Regions from separate parts of the Oryctolagus cuniculus genome. Here region 1 is linked to region 2. The links are chromatin contacts, called in public Micro-C maps. All regions are on one chromosome and are shown on one strand. The core of a region is the stretch at or near the end of the contact, and the rest is flanking DNA. Distances in the headings are between cores, read along the strand shown.

The links. Hi-C and Micro-C count contacts between places; a contact is called where the count stands out from the background.
Region 1: a Micro-C map of ear pinna shows a contact between it and region 2, with 3 times the contacts expected there. The contact joins the promoter of MCRS1 here to the promoter of SPATS2 in region 2. A contact is called at or near these places in 2 of 6 Hi-C or Micro-C datasets (ear pinna and an unstated tissue).

Annotation. Positions count from the first base shown.
Region 1 is chr11:52,953,625-52,957,427 of mOryCun1.1, reverse strand. It overlaps MCRS1 (microspherule protein 1), which reads left to right and starts at 1,530. Exons shown (of 15, transcript XM_051845445.2): 1 at 1,530-2,244; 2 at 3,209-3,325; 3 at 3,673-3,803. The coding sequence starts at 3,316.
Region 2 is chr11:52,783,107-52,786,970 of mOryCun1.1, reverse strand. SPATS2 (spermatogenesis associated serine rich 2) reads right to left here and starts at 2,270. Exons shown (of 13, transcript XM_070052194.1): 1 at 2,129-2,270; 2 at 1,288-1,415.

The DNA of each region.
Region 1 (3,803 bases), core at 281-2,780, 170 kb before region 2:
GTGGTTCCATAACCCACTGCGCCACAGTGTCCACCCAGACTTCTCCTTTGCAGTAAATTCAAGACATTTACTCAATAAATATTTATTAAAGTACCTACTATGGCCATGAACAAGACAGACAAAAAACCTGACTTCATAGAACTTACATTCTATTGTTGGGGGACATATAATACACAGAAAAATTTGTTACAGCATACATTAGAAGATACTGGGGCCATGCTGTGGATTAGTGGGTTAAAGCCCCGGCCTGCATAGCCAGCATCCCATATGGGCACCACTTCCAGTCCCTGTTGCTCCACTTCTGATCCAGCTCCCTGCTAATGCACCTGGGAAAGCAGCAGAGGATGGGCCAACTCCCTGTGCCCCTGCACCTGCATGGGAGACTTGGAAGAAGCTCCTGGCTCCTGGCTCCTGGCTTTGGATTAGCTCAGCTCCAGCTGTTGCAGCCATTTGGGGAGTGAACCAGTGGATGGAAGACCTCTCTCTCTCTGTCTCTACCTCTCTCTGTAACTCTTTTAAATAAAATAAAATAAAAATAAAAACATACTAAGGACTGTGGCTGGCACTCTTGCAGTGGGTTAAACCAGTGCTTGCAACACTGGCACCCCAAATCAGATCACTGGTTCGAGTCCTGGCTGCTCCACTTCCAACCCTGCTCCCTGCTAATGCACCTGGGAAGGCAGCATTTGATAGCCTAGGTGATTGGGCCCCTGCCACCCATGTGCAAGACCTGGATGCAATTCCAGATTCCTGGATTTCCCAGGCCATTGTGGACATTTGGGGAATGAACCAGTGGATGGAAGATCTTTCTCTGGCTCTTCCTCTCTGTCATTCTGCCCTTCAAATAAATAAAACAAATCTTAGCTCTGGCGCCGCGGCTCACTAGGCTAATCCTCCGCCTTGCGGCGCCAGCACACCGGGTTCTAGTCCCGGTCGGGGCGCCAGATTCTGTCACGGTTGCTCCTCTTCCAGGCCAGCTCTCTGCTGTGGCCCGGGAGTGCAGTGGAGGATGGCCCAGGTGCTTGGGCCCTGCACCCCATGGGAGACCAGGATAAGTACCTGGATCCTGCCATCGGATTAGCGCGGTGCGTCGGCTGCAGCGTGCCGGCCGCGGCAGCCATTGGTGAACCAACGGCAAAGGAGGACCTTTCTCTCTGTCTCTCTCTCACTGTCCACTCTGCCCGTCAAAAAAAAAAAAAAAAAATTTAGAAGAAAAAAATTAAGGGGCCAGCCCTGTGGCCCAGCTCCCTACTAATGAGCCTGAGAAAGCAGCAGCTGATGACCAAAGTCCTTGGGCCCCTGCTCCGTGCCACATGGGACACTCAGATGAAGCTGCGGGTTCCTGGCTTTGGTGTCCCTTATCAACCAATAAGTCTCAACTCAATTGTCACCTCTTTCCAGGGAACTTTTCCTGGTAACTTCTCCAGTAGAAACACCGTACACAGTGTACAGCCCAGCACACTGCATCAGAAGACTTGCAACCCTTCATCAAGCAAATTCACAAGACAGTAGATGAAGAGCGGGTTCTTTTTAAAAACATCTTTATGTTCGTTTTATTTGCAAGGCAGAGACCCAGAGAGAGCGAGCGAGCTTCATCGGCTGGTTCACTCCCCAAATGCACACAATAGCCAAGCACAGGCTAGGAGCCAGGGATTCCAGGCAGTTCTCACAACGCAGGTGGCAGAGACGCAAGCACCAGAGCCTCCCACGATGCATACCAGCAGGAAGCTGGAACCCGACACTCCCGCTCGAGACGCCAACCGAGCCCTCCTTTTAAGAGGACAGTTGCTCTAGCTTTCGCAGGCATCTCTCACAGCCCCAGACGTCTCTCCTTCGAAAATGCTTCCAGCGGTTTCTCTGGGCCGGGATGACTGGACCCCTGGGCACCGCTCCTTCTCCCGGGGTCGCTGCTTTCACAGGCTCCTGCAGCCGCTGCAGACATCAACCTCCGCGCCCGCTGTAGATCAGCCCCCCACCCAACTCCCTGCAGCCTAGAACCCCTGACGCTTCCTTTATAGGCTCTTCCGATTAGGAAACCTTTCACTTCGGGCTGTTGGCAAACAGGTGCCACCTCCGCAGCCATCGCCACACCCCCTCCACCCCGCCCACAGGAAGAACCGGAAGAGATTTCCCAGCCCTTCGTGTCTGACCCGGAAGTAGACGTACCTCACGGAAGCCGGCTTTGGCCCTGCGGCTGCCGCCGTCGCCACGGAGAAATTGTTGGGAGCTGGCGGCCTAGGAATGGTGAGACCTCGCGGTTCGCCTCTGAGCGTTCTGAGCGGAGTTGGGGGTGAAATGGAGTTTCCCGGAGTGCCGCGGGGGACGACCCCCCCCACGCATAAGGTTTGGGGCCCCGCCCAGGTAGCGCCCCGAAAATCTGCGCATGCGTCAGTCGGACCCGGCCGGAATCTGGCCGGAGGTGTTACGCATGCGCGCAGGTGGCATGCAGAAGGTGGGGTGAAAATTGGCTTGCGAGTGGACCGCGCTCTCCCCGCCACCAACTTGTGTGCCTGAATCTGGGCTTGTGAGAGCGTCGGGGTTCGCTTGGTGCTTTGCTCTGAGTTGCAGAACTGACTTCCCCACTCCACCCCTGAGCCCGTGAAGGGTCCTGTACCGAACCCCCAAACCTCTCGGGGCGGAGGGCCGGGGGAAGAAGGCGGGGCGCGAGGGGCACACACGGGGCCGGGGCCCGGACTCTGCGCCCAGAGCCACCCGGGCCAGAAGGGGCGGACCCCGAGAAGCCCGGTGCCTAACTTCTCGGGGAGGGGGGGTTGTTAGGAGCAGCCCCCTCCCCGTGGGGGCCGTTGGTACTCGCAGTCCCCCGAACACCCATTTTCTACTTTGCATAAGGTACCTGTAAAATGGCCTATATCAGCCGTGAGTGTAAAACCAAAAGCCAGTGAGATAGACCGGCACGAGTTTTGTCTCCTGGCCCTTTTCCTTAGTTTGCAGTCTCAAGGTGCTTAACCTAGCAGTGACGAGTAGAATGAGAGGGTTCTGGAACCTTCTACAGCAGGATGTACCCCTTTTTTCTGGAATCCTCAGTTTTTGCGCTATCTCGTGTATCCGTGACCTCCACGAGTAACCTTGGCCTCGTGCCCTTTGCACTTCTCCCTGGCTGGCGGGACTCCAGGGGACCTGAAGCCAGTATAAGGAGGTGAGGCCGGCTGGGGACTGAGCCTCAGGAAGCCCCCTTTCTCCTTTGCAGAATCTCCCAGCCTCTAAGCTCATCTGGTCAGAATCCTCGGATGAGCCTGTGGGATCCTTCCTCCTGGCCCCGTGGTTTGAAACCAGTGGCTTTGGGACTGTAAGAGGATGGACAAAGGTAGTACGAGGCCTGGCCGGCTCCCCAGATGCTCAGGCGCCGGGCATCTGCAGAGTCCGCCCGTGCCTGGCGTGTGGCTGGGCACTGCCACCTCCCCCCGACCCGGGCCAGCAGTGCCCGTGAACCCCACAACAGAGCCCCGGCTGACTGACTTGACCTGAGCTGCCTGGCGCTCTTTGGCATGGCTGCATTTCGACAGCAGAGCAAGCCCCGTGTGTCGGCATCACCAGCCTGACCTGAGCCCCGGGAGGGCTGGAAGGGGAAGAGGGGCTGAGGCGAGGTCCCTTGTGCAGAGGCGAGAGGCCCTGCTGAGCTCCGAGAGGCCTCACGAACCACTCCGCTTCCAGATCCCCAGGGGCTGCTAGAGTCCACGCTGATGGCATCGGGCACCGCCAGCCGCTCGGAGGACGAGGAGTCGCTGGCAGGGCAGAAGCGGGCCTCCTCCCAGGCCTTGGGCACCATCCCGAAGCGGAGAAGC
Region 2 (3,864 bases), core at 1,021-3,520:
CCTGGAATACATCCAAAGGCACAACAAATGAAAATTTCTTCCCCTCTAGACATTCTACACAGTGTCTGGAGCCCAATCAGCCTCCAGGGGCTATGCTGATGTTTTGGCCAGTAAAGTATGGCTCCTCCTCCCCAGTCCCAGCTGTTTCAGTTCTAGCTGTTCAACTCCTGGTTCCTAAGAGGATGCTGTCTATATTTAGAGGCAATGCCAGCACCAAGCTGGGGCTCAACAGGTGCTTGGAGAGCAACTGAACACTACGCAGTTTTCCATTGTTTCCCAGGGCTAATTGGTTTAGGCTTCCCAACTGGCTGTCCTGACTTCTACCAGAGTGCCACGTTGCACAGCACTTACCTCAGTACACTAAACAGAAACTTCAATGTGCTTCCCTTCGCAAGAAGACACTGCTAGCGCTGTTATCAAGACCCCAGCCTTGTTAAATCACGGGAACAATAAACCTTCCAGAACTTTACCCAACCTTTATGTAAATCATTGTTATCGTATCGGACCCAAGTTTCGACCAGTTCCTGCTGCTTTCCCTCAACCAAGATAGGGGTGGAACAGAATGGACAACCAGCAAAGGCAGTAAAAGCTTTAAAGAGGGCGTCCAACGGAACTGGGTCTGAATCCAGCTCTACTCACTAGCTCTGTGCACTTAATAAATTATTGAATCTCTTCTTGTACACAAGAGGAAATAATTATAAAAGAACTTTTCAAACTCAGCACCTTGCCTAGTCACGGAAAGTCCACAGGGAGCCACATTATCACAGCGAGAACTCCGCACTCACTCCTTGCTTTGTTCACTTTTCGACTGCTGGGAAAAAATCATCTCTGGACCTCTCTATAAGCTAGCCTAATGCTTCCATCGGAGCCTCAGCTGAGAAATATAAACTGATGAGTACCCAGAAAACTTAGATGAGTCAGCAAAACTCATGCCTCACAAACAAAAAGCTTAACATGGGCTATTTATGAATACATAATGGTAACTGAATTTTCCAAAATCAGCTATTTGCTACTTAGGACCATTCCAAATCTGGTCTGGACAGCCCAGTAGTGAGGCAATGCAAAAAGCAGAGCCCCAGACATACTTTCCCACCATATTCTCAAATCACCTTAAGTCACTCTGGAAGGTATGAGACAGCCTGGTAATTTGAAGCCAGCATCAAGACACAACTCCTCCCGAGAGTCTGAAACTAGGAGCAGATGGTACACGAACATTTTCTCAGTGAGAAACTGCAATTCTAACAAAGTACAGACAACTCAGATTTTTTTGTCAAGGCGATTCATTACCTTTTGGTCCAACCGAAAATAAACAAGCTCTTAGTTCTCCCTCCAACACCCGCAATCAAAGCAAGATATTTTTGGTGATCTGTTCTCTCCTGCTTCATTAACCACAGGTAAATGACGTTCGGAACCTGCTGAACAGAGAGGAAATAAGTATTTACAGGGAATGCTTTATCGATGATCATCAAAGTATGAAAAGCTGGCTTGTACTCTTCGGCAGAGGGGAAAAAGCCAGAGGCAAAGATGCACTTTTTCAAAGAACCCAATCGCCCTGGCTGAATTAGGAGAAAGACATGACCCTGGTCCACCTACCCTGGGCTGGATCTCTCTGCTTTAACTGAAACCCAAACCGCCTCTCTTTTCTTCATTTTTCCCTTCCATCACCCTCCTCAATCCCAAGACAACCCTTTTAGCCTTTATTCTGAAATCCCATTAAAAAAGCGCCCCCCCAAATCCCAAGGACCCCCGACAACCACGTAGCCCCCAACTCGTAGCACTTCACATGCCAAACGATCCATTCTTTCATTCTCTTCTCGCTTCTCCCTCGTTACTTAAAATCCGGCACCCCGCACACACTCTACACCAAGGAGCCCCTCTCTCCATTGTTCCCCGATCTTGTCTGGAAACTCCCCAACTCGGACCCGGGCGCTTCGCCCGCCCCCACGGACCTCGGACACCTCCCACCCTCAGGGCACTTTGGGTCCCCCCAAAAGGGCTCAGCGCCTCCTCGCCACACCCCACCCCCAACAACTGTCCCTTCCCCCCTTTCCCTCCCGAGAGTCCGCTCCCCGCATCGCGGGTCCGCTCCCCGCCGACCCCGCCACCGCACAGCAAGCCCAAGCCTCACCTGGCCCGGCCGGACCCCGCAGTGGCCGCGTCCTCCCAGTTCCGGGCTCCGCGCCCCGGACGCTCCCGCGTCTGAGAGGAAAGGCGATCCTCCGCCTCCTCCTCTCCCACTGCCGCCACGGGCGCCGCCGCGCTCCTCCTCCTCCCCCGCCCCCAGCTCGCCAGAGCCCGACGCCGCCCCGCCCCCACCGCCGCCTTCCCCGCTTCCCTTCAGGGCCGGGCGGCGGGCGGGCGGCGAATCGCAGCCGCGGCTGGGGGGCCCGGAGCGCCCGACGATCCACACCGACCCGGTCCTCGGCCGGGGCTCGAGCCGCACGCCCCGCCCCGGCGCCCGCCCTCGCGAGCGCGTGCGCGCCGGCCAGCCAGAGCGCAGGGCGCGCGTGCTCGCAGCGGGCTCGAGGCCGTTGCAGCCAACGGGCGCGCGAATGAGGCCGGAGCGGGAGGCGGCCCGCGGGCCGGACGCCTTCGAGCTGGGGAGACGCGGGGCTGCGGGCGAGTCGAGTTATCCCAACCCTCCATCCCCGCCCCTTCAAGCCCTGGTCGTGCGCGCCTCACGCCGCCGCCGCCGCCGCCTCGCGCGCTGGAGCTGCGGGAGCTTGGGCGTCGTCGGGGGGTCGCTAAAAATGACTGAGGAGAAGCGGGTCGGGGGCTTAACTGCATGAAAAAGGGGGAACGGTGGGACACGAGGTCGCGTCCGCGTGCCGAACGGCCCGGGCCCGTATATTGAGGGGCGGCGGGCAGGCAGGGGAAAGCGCGCGCGCCGGAGCGAAGGGCCCGAGCGGGAACTGGCGGAAACAGCCGAAACTGTCCGGAGCTGGCCGAAGGCGGGTGGAGGGAGGGGAGCCTGGCGCGCGGCTTGTTTCTAGTCCCGGCCGCGAAATGCTCTGCAACCAGCCCCTGCTCCGCTTTGGGACCCCGCCAGGAGGACTCTCCACCACTTTCCTCCTTGGTCTCCTCTTGGACCTTGCTTTTACTCTCCCAAAGCAGAGAGCGTCCTGCGGCTGACTCGCCAGCACCTGGGCACAAGGCGGAAGTCCTTGGAGGCGGGTGGCGGGGGTGGATGTTGGGGGTGCACCAGCTTGGCCCGAGATAACCTCGGGGCGGGAGCGAATTGAAGATTCCCTGCTAGAGTCGGATTTCCAATCTGCCCGGCCGGCTACGTTCCCTCCCTAAGGCTGTGGTCGAATTTTTTGTATTAAATACCCCACCCCCGCTATCTTCATGGCCAGAAACGTGTGTGTTTTTTTCTGCTTGTGTGAGGTGCTTGCTTCACGGTCAGAGGTCCGTTAGGAGGAGCTAGAGGCTGGGATTTGGTGAAACAGCCTGAAAAGATGAATCAGAATCTGTCGCCACTTTGTTATCTTTTGAGGCCAAGCGGAGGTTGAACAGGCAGCAGCCCCCAGTTCGAGAGTGTGTAAAATGTATAGCTAGACACCACTGGTGCACTGTAGTGTGGGCTTCCACACGTTTGCTATTCCAGTCACTGCCTGCAATTGAGTGGTAGAGTAGATTTCTACCAGCCCATCTGGTCTTGTGGCTTCAAACTTTGCATGAGTTCGGGGGTCAAAAACCCTCTGGAAGAATGACCTGGGTGCCTAGACCCCTGCCACCCACCCTGGGAGAGCCAGAGGAAGCTCCGGGCTTCACCCTGGCCCTTGTGGCAATTTGGGGAGTGAACCAACAGATCGAAGGGTCTCTCCCTATCTCTCTGTAACTCTGCCTTTCAAATAAATAGGG